Linked DNA regions of Mus musculus: region 2 is linked to region 1. The links are chromatin contacts, called in public ChIA-PET maps. All regions are on one chromosome and are shown on one strand. The core of a region is the stretch at or near the end of the contact, and the rest is flanking DNA. Distances in the headings are between cores, read along the strand shown. Region 1 has its middle 93 kb from the start of Gm36520. Region 2 overlaps Lef1 (lymphoid enhancer binding factor 1).

What was found. ChIA-PET counts read pairs in DNA pulled down with a chosen protein or histone mark.
Region 2: a contact with region 1 is called in an RNA polymerase II ChIA-PET map of memory CD8 T cells, with 1,081 read pairs. The contact joins two enhancer-like sites. A contact is called at or near these places in 2 of 484 Hi-C or Micro-C datasets (CD4 T cells and double positive thymocytes) and 5 of 115 datasets of contacts at active chromatin or transcription factors (double positive thymocytes, memory CD8 T cells, regulatory T cells and 2 more).

The regions. Positions count from the first base shown.
Region 1 is chr3:130,942,318-130,947,610 of GRCm38.p6, reverse strand. No RefSeq gene overlaps it. Among named protein-coding and RNA genes, the nearest start is that of Gm36520, 93 kb to the right of the region's middle. Within about 2 kb of position 1,295, at least 180 of the 459 cell types and tissues checked have an H3K27ac peak or open chromatin away from gene starts, as enhancers often do. A contact at or near this core is called in double positive thymocytes, memory CD8 T cells and regulatory T cells, where this site is marked.
Region 2 is chr3:131,157,401-131,163,350 of GRCm38.p6, reverse strand. All of the region lies in intron 3 of Lef1 (lymphoid enhancer binding factor 1), which reads right to left. Among named protein-coding and RNA genes, the nearest start is that of Lef1, 50 kb to the right of the region's middle. Within about 2 kb of position 3,965, at least 22 of the 459 cell types and tissues checked have an H3K27ac peak or open chromatin away from gene starts, as enhancers often do. A contact at or near this core is called in double positive thymocytes, memory CD8 T cells and regulatory T cells, where this site is marked.

The sequences.
Region 1 (5,293 bases), core at 46-2,545:
TGTCCACAGGACATCCACTAACATTTCTTCTGGAGCTAGCCTACAGGTGGTAGTTGTGTTTACAAGGGAGGGGAGTCCAGGTGTCTTGGCCCTGTGTCTGCCCTACGCTGTGACAGCTGAGTGGAGGATGTGGTTTTGTCGGGCCCACTGTAGAGGCGTATTATTGTGTGCAAGGTGTAATTGGGTATTGCTTCCTGCCTTCAAAGCCCAATCTTTACAGTTTCTCACCAGGCAACAGATCGGGGAATTGAGCAAGGACAGTAAAGAATGAACACAGCAGACTGTGTGTGACAGTAGACCAGAGCATATGGCAACACATATGCTTGGAACACACCAGAAAACGCAACATGCCCTGAGTCATAATCTCCTTGCTTCTGTCCGGTTGTACCTGATGGATGTTAACCTGCTTGGCGGTTCTCTTTATCAAAGGATGCGGTTTCCATGGGACCGTGGGAAGAGCAATCTCTCTGCTCTCACACTGGCTGAAAGGGAGCAGTGTTAGGATGAGAGAGGAGTCAGTCAGTACCTAGAAGGGTCCCTGTACCCGTTGTTCCCGTCCCCTGCTCAGTCTTGCAGATTGTATATGTGTGTAGCTGGGAGGGTGGGGGTGGCTGGGGGGTGGGGTGAACTGACCTGCAGACATACCCTATCTTTTGCCTTTCTTTAGATCCTGCCGGGAAGGCTGTTTGGGGGGCCAGGGAATGGAGCCCAGCACGCAGTATGCTGTTATGCTAAGTCTTCGAGCCTTGCCTAGACTGGGGTAGAGTTGGAGTCAGGGCAATGGAAAGGTCTAGTTGCCAACTGCGCCCTCCTCCAAAGCGCTCCTGCTGACTCTCCCTGCTCAGTCACCCCTTTGTTGACTTCCTATATTTTCACTCAGATGTGGTTTAGTGTTTTCTTTCCAAGGCATATTTTGCATGGAAGAATGCTTTCAGTGAGCTGAGGCCCTAATTGCCAAATAATGGTTGCCAAAACATGTTATTTTGGCTCGAGATGGTACAGAGCAGGAGGCGGTTTCCCCTCCTGAAAAAGAAAGAAAGAAAGAAAGAAAGAAAGAAAGAAAGAAAGAAAGAAAGAAAGAAAGAAAGAAATCCTTCCTCAGCAGCCCAAAAGGCCATTTGCAAACTCGCGACATCCAGGCCTCTGCCATGCCACGGAGCTTCCTTGAGTGAGGGTGACCACCGTCTCCAGCCATTCCCAGCCTCCCCGAGTCTCTTCCGGTGTCTGAGGAGGGGCTGTCTCCCAGCCTGGCCTTTGGCTGTGGGCACTGGGCTGAAGGAAGCCGCCAGGACTTGTCTCCTCCCCAGCCCCGCCAAAGGCTGCCTGCTCCGCCACCCGGCGAGTGTTCCCACCCGGCGTGCTCTCCGAGCAAGCGAGCAAGCGAGCAAGCGAGCGAGCGAGCGGCTGCCAGCTAACTGCAAACACCAGCCGCCCAGCAAGCACGGGGATTCCAAATAGAGACAAATCTGGGGCCCCAGGGGGAAGCTGGATGGAACTGATCAGTATGAGAGATATATCACTGCTAATTAAGTCCGGATCCCCTGGCTCCACTTGAAACAAACCAGGGAGGGATCAGGTTTTGAGAGCAGGTGCTGACTGGCTGCAAAACAGGAGTCCATCACTTGAGGAAAAGGTTTCTGCGTGCAGCCATGGGGGATGAAGTGGGGAGGGGTGGTGGTGGCGCACAACGGGACAGCGACCAGGAGCCCAAGGCTGTTCTGAGAAATGTCATTACGGGACAGAGAGCCACGAGAAGGGACTTTGTCTTAGGACATAAAGGAACTTGTGGAAAAACAACCCTTTAAAACCAAAATAACAACAACAAAACAATAAAACCTACTGCTGTAAGCAAGAACTCCGTGCCTGCCTCATTTTTTGTTTTCTGTTTTTTGTTTTTTTCCCTTTTGATAGCTGACTTACTTTCTTCTCTCGGATGGACAATGGAGTTAATTTAGAGGCGAGTAAACACTTTCCTGGCGACGCCAGAAGCAATTTCATTAGGGTCTGGACAATATGGGATTTGTTGCGACTCAGATGCTGGTCCAGTGTGGGCCCCAAAGCCACCCACCCACCCGGCTGCCTTCCCAGACTGCTGGAGAAAAACCTATTCTGAGTACCAGGAAGTAAATAAGCTTAACAGCATACACTTCAGGGAAGGAAGTGTGACAGTTGTCTTCATGAAGAGGAAATATGTTTATAAGGATCTAGACAGCATACACTGTGTTTTTGTTTGTTTGTTTTGTTTTGTTTTTTTTGTTTTTTTAATCTGGAACGTTTCCTTCACACTTGAAATTATTGTTCTCTTTTACAGTCAACCTGGATTGTCAGTGTTCTCATCTGAGGACTCTGCCAATCAATCCACAATGATTCTATGAAGTAAGTGTGGCTTGAAAAGGTTACGGTGACCAGAGATTTGAATGTCTACAGAGCCCATCTCTTACTGCCACAATGTTCCTTTTCCTCTGAGCTCCAGACTGCCATAAAAATAAAGCTGCTTTTTAGATATCAAATACATTGAATGAATGAATGAATGAATCTTGTGATGTTAAAGATTAGTCTTGCTGTGACCTGAGAAATTCTTCTAATATATGCAAAGTCTAGTATTCTGCAGATCTCCTGTTTGGGGGACAATATTTGTATTGAGTTTAAAGACATCATTCTGAGGGTCTTCCTTTGATCTGTATGAGGAATGCTCTTAACGCTGGTAGCATTGGGCCACATTGGGCATATTTAGCTGAAGTTGCTAGCTGTGGCTCCAGGAATCATTATCAACACAATTTCCTTTTTCTTATGACATGTAATCTTTTCCCTCTCTTCACACCCTAGTCTTCCAACTATTCTTGCCATTGGGTACCTACTGCTTTTGCGTTCCGTCCCTAGACTCTGAGCACAGGTTTTCTCTGGGTTGTATTCTCTGCTTTTCATGCTATTTATTAGTTTTATAGCAATAGAGCTGAGCACTTCCTGTGTCTGTCTTAGGATCATAGACATCATCCAGCCCTAAACAGAGAAGAGCCTGGGTCCTTGTTCCCACACCAACTAACCTGAAAAGGAACCCAGAGGTGTTCACAAAGCTCGTGTGTACGAGAGCCATTGTCTCATGAATGGTTATGAAGAGAAAGATGCATCTGCCGCGGTGGTGCATACTGCTTTTCCTGAGAGCAGAAGGGGTGGGCACCGCGGTTGAAGCAGAGTTGGGAATGCTCAGGGGAGGGTTTCATGGCCTGGTTTAGCTCTAGTTGTCCCTGCTGGCCCCATCCCACTGTCCTTTTTGTCCTCCACAAGGCTCTCATCCTTGGTTGTGACTCCTGTTGCTCAATGAAGAAGCCCTGTGGTTTTAGTCAATGTGGTTTTGCCAGAAGGCTTTGCTAGTGGCTGGAACCCAAGCAAAGGGGAGAGCCTCAGCTAGCGCTGGATCTGTAAACGCCCCCTGAATCTGTCCGTTTCTGGAGTGTGGTTTTTGCTGGGTTCAATTGTCTTTTGGCCATGTGGATGCTTTGTTTTGTTTTGTTTTCAAGACAGGGTTTCTTTGTGTTGCCTTCTCTGTCCTGGAACTAGCTCTGTAGACCAGGCTGGTCTTGAACTCACAGAGATGCGCCCGACTCTGCCTCCCAAGAGCTGGGATTAAAAGATATGTTCAACCACTGCCCGGCCAGCCATATGGATTCTTGCAAAAAAGATTTCCTCTACTCTTTAGAGCTTTGACCTTTATAATCAGCCCAAGGAATGTGAGAGAGCTGCACATTTTACCAAACTGATGTAAGATTTGTTTAGAGCTTCAGGGGAAAAAATAGGAAAGAGGTACACATTGCGTTTTTACAAGAGGTCTATTCAACAGCACGGGATATGGTGACAACAGAACAGGATTGGGCGGGATGCGTGCCTGGGGTCTCAAGGGGCTAAACTCAAAGAAGAGAGCAAAAGGCTCTGCATAAATCCCTGCCACCCGCTCTGATAAGGGAGACTGTGGCCTTTAAGGTCAGTTATATATTCTTAAGGAGAAATGCCAGGGTCTTGTAAATGTTTGTGCCTGACAAGATCTTAAAATAGACTTGAGTGAGTGACCACATGGAGCAGGGGGGTAAGAGCTTCATACAGTTTTATTACCCTCCAATGGGCAAATATTTGCCTCATGAGACACACCCATTCTCTCCAGAATAGTCTATTGTAAACAACGGGCTCCCTTTTACAAGAGCTGGAATCTTTATGATGTTTGGGAACACTGAAAGCAAAGGCTAAACAGCTTATTCGAATCTTGTCTTTCCGCCAGGAAAGCTCACCAGTTGATTTTTTTCTCCCTCTTTCTTTTCACTGACTATGCCCAAGGCATGTTCTAGAAAACTAACATTGGCAAGAGTTCCCCGCGCCCTTCCCACTTTTATTTCTGGGGATGACAAAGGGAGAATATTTGAGAATTTCCCAGGTGGCTCTGATAAACCAGCCTCCTCCCTGGCTATTCTGCCTTCTGCTAGGAAGCAGCCAGGAGCCCCACTTCCTGGTCTGAGCTACTGCATAGAAAAAAGTGGGAGAACTCACTGGCGGGATTTAGCTCCACAGGATTTGTGCCTGACTGTTTGGAAGGCTTGCAGAAATGTCATGCATCTCTAGCTAAAAGTGCCTTACTTACGATTGCGTGTACATAGTCTTATTACTCCTAACTTGTGCAATTGTAAGGCCATCTGACATATTTAATTATCTCTCCTAGGTCAACAGAACTAAATACAGTAAAAGGGTGAGTTGGACAAAAAAAGCCTGAAGAAAAGATAATATATTTTTCCTAGATATGTGCATATATATGTCTGTATGTTGGCTATATTAGTACCCACTTAGAGTTAGTTTGAGAATTACTTGGGACATTTAATATCATTCTCATTGTCAGAATTGACTGAGTCTAAGCAGACAATTCTGACCTCAACGGGAACCATATGTGTTCCAACTAGCTTTTAATATTAGGAAGGTCAAGCTGATTCTTGTGTGACATCTAAAAAGACGGCTTATTCACTATGCTTCAATTCTATCAGAGGAAATGCTGCCTTTTGTAAGCTTCATTTCCCAGAGTTCACACACCATTGGGGCCACAAGCGCCATTGTGTCCTATTCACTGTTGGACTTAAAGTCATACCATGTCTACGTCTGAGAACCAGTAAGACCTCTCTTCACTAAGACCCCTTAGAGCCCATGTAAGTCAATATCCTAAACCTATGGAGTTATTTTCATGAGGATATGTGCAGAACAAATAGGGGCCAGAAGAGAACAGACGATCAATTCTGAGTGAGGGGGCCCAGGGAAGCCT
Region 2 (5,950 bases), core at 2,716-5,215, 210 kb before region 1:
GGCTGACACAGGGGGAGCTGAAGGGAGCGGGATTTTCAGATTCCAATGCCCAGGTTACAGGAAAGGCATACTCGGGCCAGATATAAGTTGTCTACATCACCCCTGAAACCACACACACCCAACCGAGGGCTCAGAACCATGACTTACCCTCCCCACATTTGGTCACAAGAACACTTTTTAAAAACTGAGACGAGCTCAGCTTCACATGAATGCAATTTCCATCCTCTAAGACAACTACAGACGGAGACTCGAAAGTGTAGAGGTTGCTCTTTAGGAATTTTAAATAAAATTATCTATCCCCACTTTCACTAATAGTTTCCAAGTTAACTTCAGAACTGTTCCGAGTCATGCTTTCGGTCCAGGAGGACACGAGTGGGAGGTAAAGTCGCCAACTTCTTTCTCTAGAGTTTTTGGCCCAAGTCTGACTGAACCATGGCTAAGATCTCATCTTCTCTGATCTGGAATCTCTCAAGGCCCTCCCTAACTGCCTGTCTAGAGATATATGCAAAGTGACCTGCGAGCTTGGGATAAACCGTCCAAGCATTTGCTATGAAAGGGCCAACACTGCCCCTTCAAATCCAAGAAGTATAAGACAGTTTGCTGATAGAAGGTTCTAGAGCTTGAGAGAGCTGGAGTTTCTATGATACCGCCCTCCCATCAATCAGGGAACAGAAGAGTGATGCTCACGTGAGAGAGGCAGCTGAGGCCACAGTGGCATCCAGAGCTGCACCAGGAACTCCAAGCTCCCGCCTGACCCTGTTGTAACTGCCCAGCGGTGAGCCCGCGTGAGCCCGCTCTAGTCAACACAGCTCGCTTCTGAGCGATTTGGAAACACTGTATCAGACACCTTCTGTGTGTGTTAAAGGGCTGTGCCAGAAAAGAAAGAAGGGACAAGGTGATAAGATGAGGACACTCTTTCCGCTATCCCAAGGACTGAGTCTCTACTTGGAGACGGGTGATGGATTTGCAAATAAAACCAATCAGGAACGAGGAAAGCAAAAGCGGGCAACTAGGGAACAAGAGCGCAGGCGGAAAAAGGCAGCGGCTGCGGGATTGAACTTGCAATCCACTTGCTCAGCCTGCTGGGATTATAGCCAAGTGGCTCCATGGTCAGCTATGAAGTTTTAGGTACAAGGAATAGAAAGGGTGGACTAGCCCTGACACCAACACTCCGGCTCCACTCCCTACCCCCACCCCGCTGCCTTCTGCTACCACTCTGTGACTGGGTCAGAAACCTGCATGGGGACAGGACTGTAGGGACGACGGCCACATGAAGTTTCTTGAAGTGGGAGCCAGGAGCCAGCATCCAGGATGCCTGGAAGGAGAGTGGCTCTCCCTCCTGAACATCACAGTTAGCAATGCAGAGACAGGCATCCACAGAGTTAGGCCTGGGGAGCCATGGCAGGTGCCTGAAGAAGGGAGGGGCGGAGTAGGAAGGGGACACATCGGTCTTCACATCGAGAGAAAGAAGGTGGTTCCCACCACCAGGGGCAACCACCCACTCTGGCTTTGGGAAGAGCACAGAAGCCACGCCCCTGACTTCCACAGGCTATGATGGCCTGCCTGTCCGTCTGTCCTCCCCACTCATCAAGTTTCCCAAGCCAGCCATCAGGAGCAAGTAATGACTCTACCAAGAGAAAGACTTCTGTCAGTAGTCAGTCTAGCCTGGTACCTTTCTGTCTTTCGGGTTCTTCCGGGTCTCATCACTCCCTGTAAACACCCTCTCTTCTTGAAGCCTTGACCTGGGTTAATAGGCAGAGCACTAAGGATATTTTTTTTTTCTGGACTTGGTTTGTCCAATCCAAATAAAAGCACGAGACAAACTCCCATTTCCCTTCCTTGCGTGTACAACACATTATATAAAAGGCAGTCCTGGAACTGGGGTCACTTGCGTCGGAGCAAGAGCAAGCACCCTCAGGAAGCCCTGAGCTGTGAGGTAAGACGCCCTGGCCTATCTGACAGATCTTTCCCATGTGGCAGAACAGGATGGTGAGCAGCACCAGCGCAGAGTCCAGCCTCCTCGGGTCCCTTGCTTGACAGGACGCTCACTTTGGCTTAGGATGAACAGCTCAACACAAGCCTTTAAAAATAAACCGAACAGAAGCAAACAAGCCCTCCCCTGTCACACCTCAGGTCCCCCGCTCCCTCCACTCCTGACACTATTAACCCCCTTAATTACATTAGAAGGAATCTGCAGTGAGATCTTACACATAATTAGGGTTGACTGCTGTGTGTTTTCCATTTTCTATCTGCAGCCGAGAATACAGGATGGGAACCAGGCCAACTGTGGAATTCGGCAGAGGCTCTTCCCGGTCCCAGGTTTAGCATACAGACTTGGGTGTCTAAAATCTTGACATTTCTATCTGTGTATTCCGGCTTGTTAACAAAGGGACTTGGCAGACAGAGGGGCAACTTGTTAGATCTGTTTGTCTCCATCTACGCAGCCTTTAGGTACATCTGCCCAAACACCTGTGTGGATGAACCAATTAAATCCAAAGCAGGAGTGAGACCATGCAGGAGGCACTGGCATCGGAGCGCCTTGGGCAACTCTTCTGGCTCCATTTGTCTCTGTTGTTAACAGGTGAAAAGCGGTGACTGGCCAAGGGCTGGATTGTCTACGGAGGCTTCTGAAACTCTAGAGGGACAGCCTGTCTACCAGGACAGCAAAGATGAGTTGCATGTCCCCTTTGCCAGAACTGTAAGGCCAGTGCTGCCATCACCAGCAGGGTGGCCACCGGAGAGTCACTCCGTTACTGTTTTCCTTCGTTTGGACAATAGGAGCGAGACCTGGGGGGGCCCAGAGGACTTAGTGGAGGGCACATGTTAATACGGACAAACCCCTTACAACGCTGTGCCGTCAGCATTCACGTAAAGGCAGGTATGTAAAGTGCCAAGACCCGGGGGCAGCAACCACCAGAAGCCGCAACCATCCTGAACTGGTACACACTTTAATCTAGAGACCAAAACTCAAACATTCAAAGCGTTTGAAGACATTCTCCGCTGTTACAAAACCATGACTTCCTGTTTTACATACAAGATTTTGAAAAACCAGGGAAGTCCTGTTTTGTTTTGTTTTGTTTTGTTTTTCCCTTTTCTTTTTTTGCTTTCTTATCCCCACCAAGTCTCAGGCCCTTGGCTGAGATGGGGGCAGGTACCATAGTTCTCAAGCCCCGTAATTAAACAGGAAGCCACCAATGGTCAACACCACTCCATTGAGATTCACTGGAGCTTCACCAATACAAATTACTTCCCACCAGTCCTTTCAAGCAATTATCACTTTTAAAGGCTGGAGGGGGAGGGGTGTGAAAGGGAAAGTAATGAGGATTCCCAAGGACAAGGTTCTCCCTTTCCAAAACTTCTCCTCAGCTTGCTGGCAGCTCCTACTGAGGCGGAGAAGAAGAGAAGGATGTAGCTCTAACCAGTTGTCCAGGTAGAAAATTAACAACTGCCAAACAATACTTTGTGTTGTGTGTGTGTGTGTGCCTGTGTATGTGTGCATGTGTGAGTGTGTAAATGTGTGTGCATGTGGATCTGAGTATATGTGTGAGTGTGAGTATGTGTTATGTATGAGTGAATGTGTTTGTGTGTGTATGTCTGTTGTTGATCCTAGGTAGTACAGAGATGGAAACTGCTCAGCATCGAAGTCCTTACCTCTGAGCACTTTCACTTTCTAAAAGTAATGCCTCAAGTGAGTTTATTCTGATTCCTCTGAAGCTGAAGTCTCCTTTAAGTACCATATATACTCCAGGCACTCACAGTCTCCACAATGGAACAGCGTTGGTTTGCCGCCTATGGTACAACTGCCTGTCTGTTCCTAAAAGACTGCTAAAAAGGATAATTGTCTTCGAGATGGAACTTGTGTCGAAAGGAACGACACAAATGCCATTTCCTCAACCTCCTGATTCAGTGCTCAGCCTTTGGCAACTGTCACCGGCGGCACCCCCTGCAGGGGCCTTGCTGCAGACCTTGTGTGACTGGCTTCCTCTGGAACCCTTGCCTACCAGCTTAAACTCTGCTTCTTCAGCTGTAAAAGGAGACGATTGTGTGTCGGTTACTGCAGGAAGTACTAGAGACAATAAACTCGTAAGCCAGGTTTAGTGGTTCACGCCATTAATCCTAGCACTTGGGAGCAGAGACAGGTGGGATTCTGTGAGTTCAAGGCCAGCCTGGTCATCATAGTGAGTTTCAGGTCAGTTGGTGCTATTGAGTGAGGCTGTTTCTAAATAAGCAAGCGCATAAATAAAGCAATAAATGCAAAAAACAGAATACTTATAACATTCACAACCCTTAGTCGCTGCTCGGTAACGACACGGCTATCTGCACCGGTGAGTTTTTACTGTCAACTCGACACAAACTATAGTCACCCGGGAAGATGGGATCTCAATCAAGGTTCTCAATCAAGAAATTGCTTCCATCAGATTGGCTGTGGGCGTGTCTCTGTCTCCTGGAGCATTTTCTTGATTAGTGATTGAAGTGGGAAGGCCCAGTCCATTGTGGGTGGTGCCATCCCCTTTGCAAGTGGTAGTCCTGTGTTGCATAAGAAAGCCAACTGAGCAAACCATGGAGAGCAAGCCAGCAGTGTTCCCTCATGGTTTCTGTTTTTGTTTCTTCCTTGAGCTCCCAGCTCCCTTCAATAATGGACCCTATCTGGTAAAAATATAATATAAACCCTTTCCTCCCTGAGCTGGATTTAGTCAATGTTTTATCCCAGCCACAGGAACAAGTCAGGACAATCCTTTGTATTACTGACCACTTGGATGGGTGCTACCATCAGAGCATCTTTGAGATTTGTCCAGACTCTGGGTAGCAATTTGCTTTATGTTGTTTCAATGAATTTGAAAGGCGATCAGCTTCATGAGAAAGATAGTACTTCTTCATGGAGAAAGATGGCCCTAACAACCAGGTCAAATTAGGACCAGCAGCCTTCCTGAGGTACTTTAGAATCTAAGAGATAATCAACTCCCCTCCCACACCCCCAAAGGGACCAGCAGAACTTGAGAACCAGAAGTGACAGTGACCTGAGCCAAGCCCTATAAAAGTCAACGAGGAACCTTCTGAGATGTGTCAGGTCAATGAGATATCAATGAGATATCCACCTCTGCCTTCAGTTCCCCCATTTTCCTCCTGAATGTGTCTAAAGCTGTGTAATTCCTAACGGTTTACACACATTTATCTTGCTTCCCACAGGCTGGTATTTGAGAACAACAATTGCTGCTTGCTGAGTATTTCAGAGACTCGGCCATAGACGACTCAGGTGGCTTAGTCACAGAGCATCAAGCAGGCCAGCTGCAGTCTTGGGGGACAGGGGATGGAGGGGAAAGCAAGAGGTGGCTGGTTCACCCCTTCCTCTGTTCCCAGAGACTCAGCCCCAACTGTTCTCTGTTCTTGACTAACAGCTGGGAGAAGGGAGAAAGGATGCAGGGAGGACCATGGGGCAAGCAAGCAAGATGCAGCTGGCATTCAAGAAAGATACTGCCGGACAAGAAAAGTATAAAGTGGGCTTAGGCCTGGTGCCTCACCGAGTTTTCAAATCACATTAATCTGTGCTCTGGTGTTTTGATAGAGACAGATGGGACCCATGTGGCGATGGCAAGAGGTGTGGCTACTGGGGAGGAAAGCCACACGGGCCCCAGCGTGACAAGCCTGTACACAAAGAAAATGGATTGGCGAGGGAGTGAGGGGCAAAGCCAGGGCGCCCATCCTGCCACAACCACACAGCCTGCAGGCAGGCTCACCCCAAACATCCTGTTTTGCCACACAATGCAGGCACCCCAAACCCAAGACTGCTTCCAGGGCTGACAAAATACCAAACATCCTCTAGTACGCTCTTGAGAACTTTCTGGTACTTTTTCAAAGGGTCAAACAAGGTGACTGTGACCCTGTGGGCAGAGAAGGGCAGGGCAGGGTCAGGGTGGGGGCAAGAGGCTGGTGGGGGCAGGAAGCTCTGCAC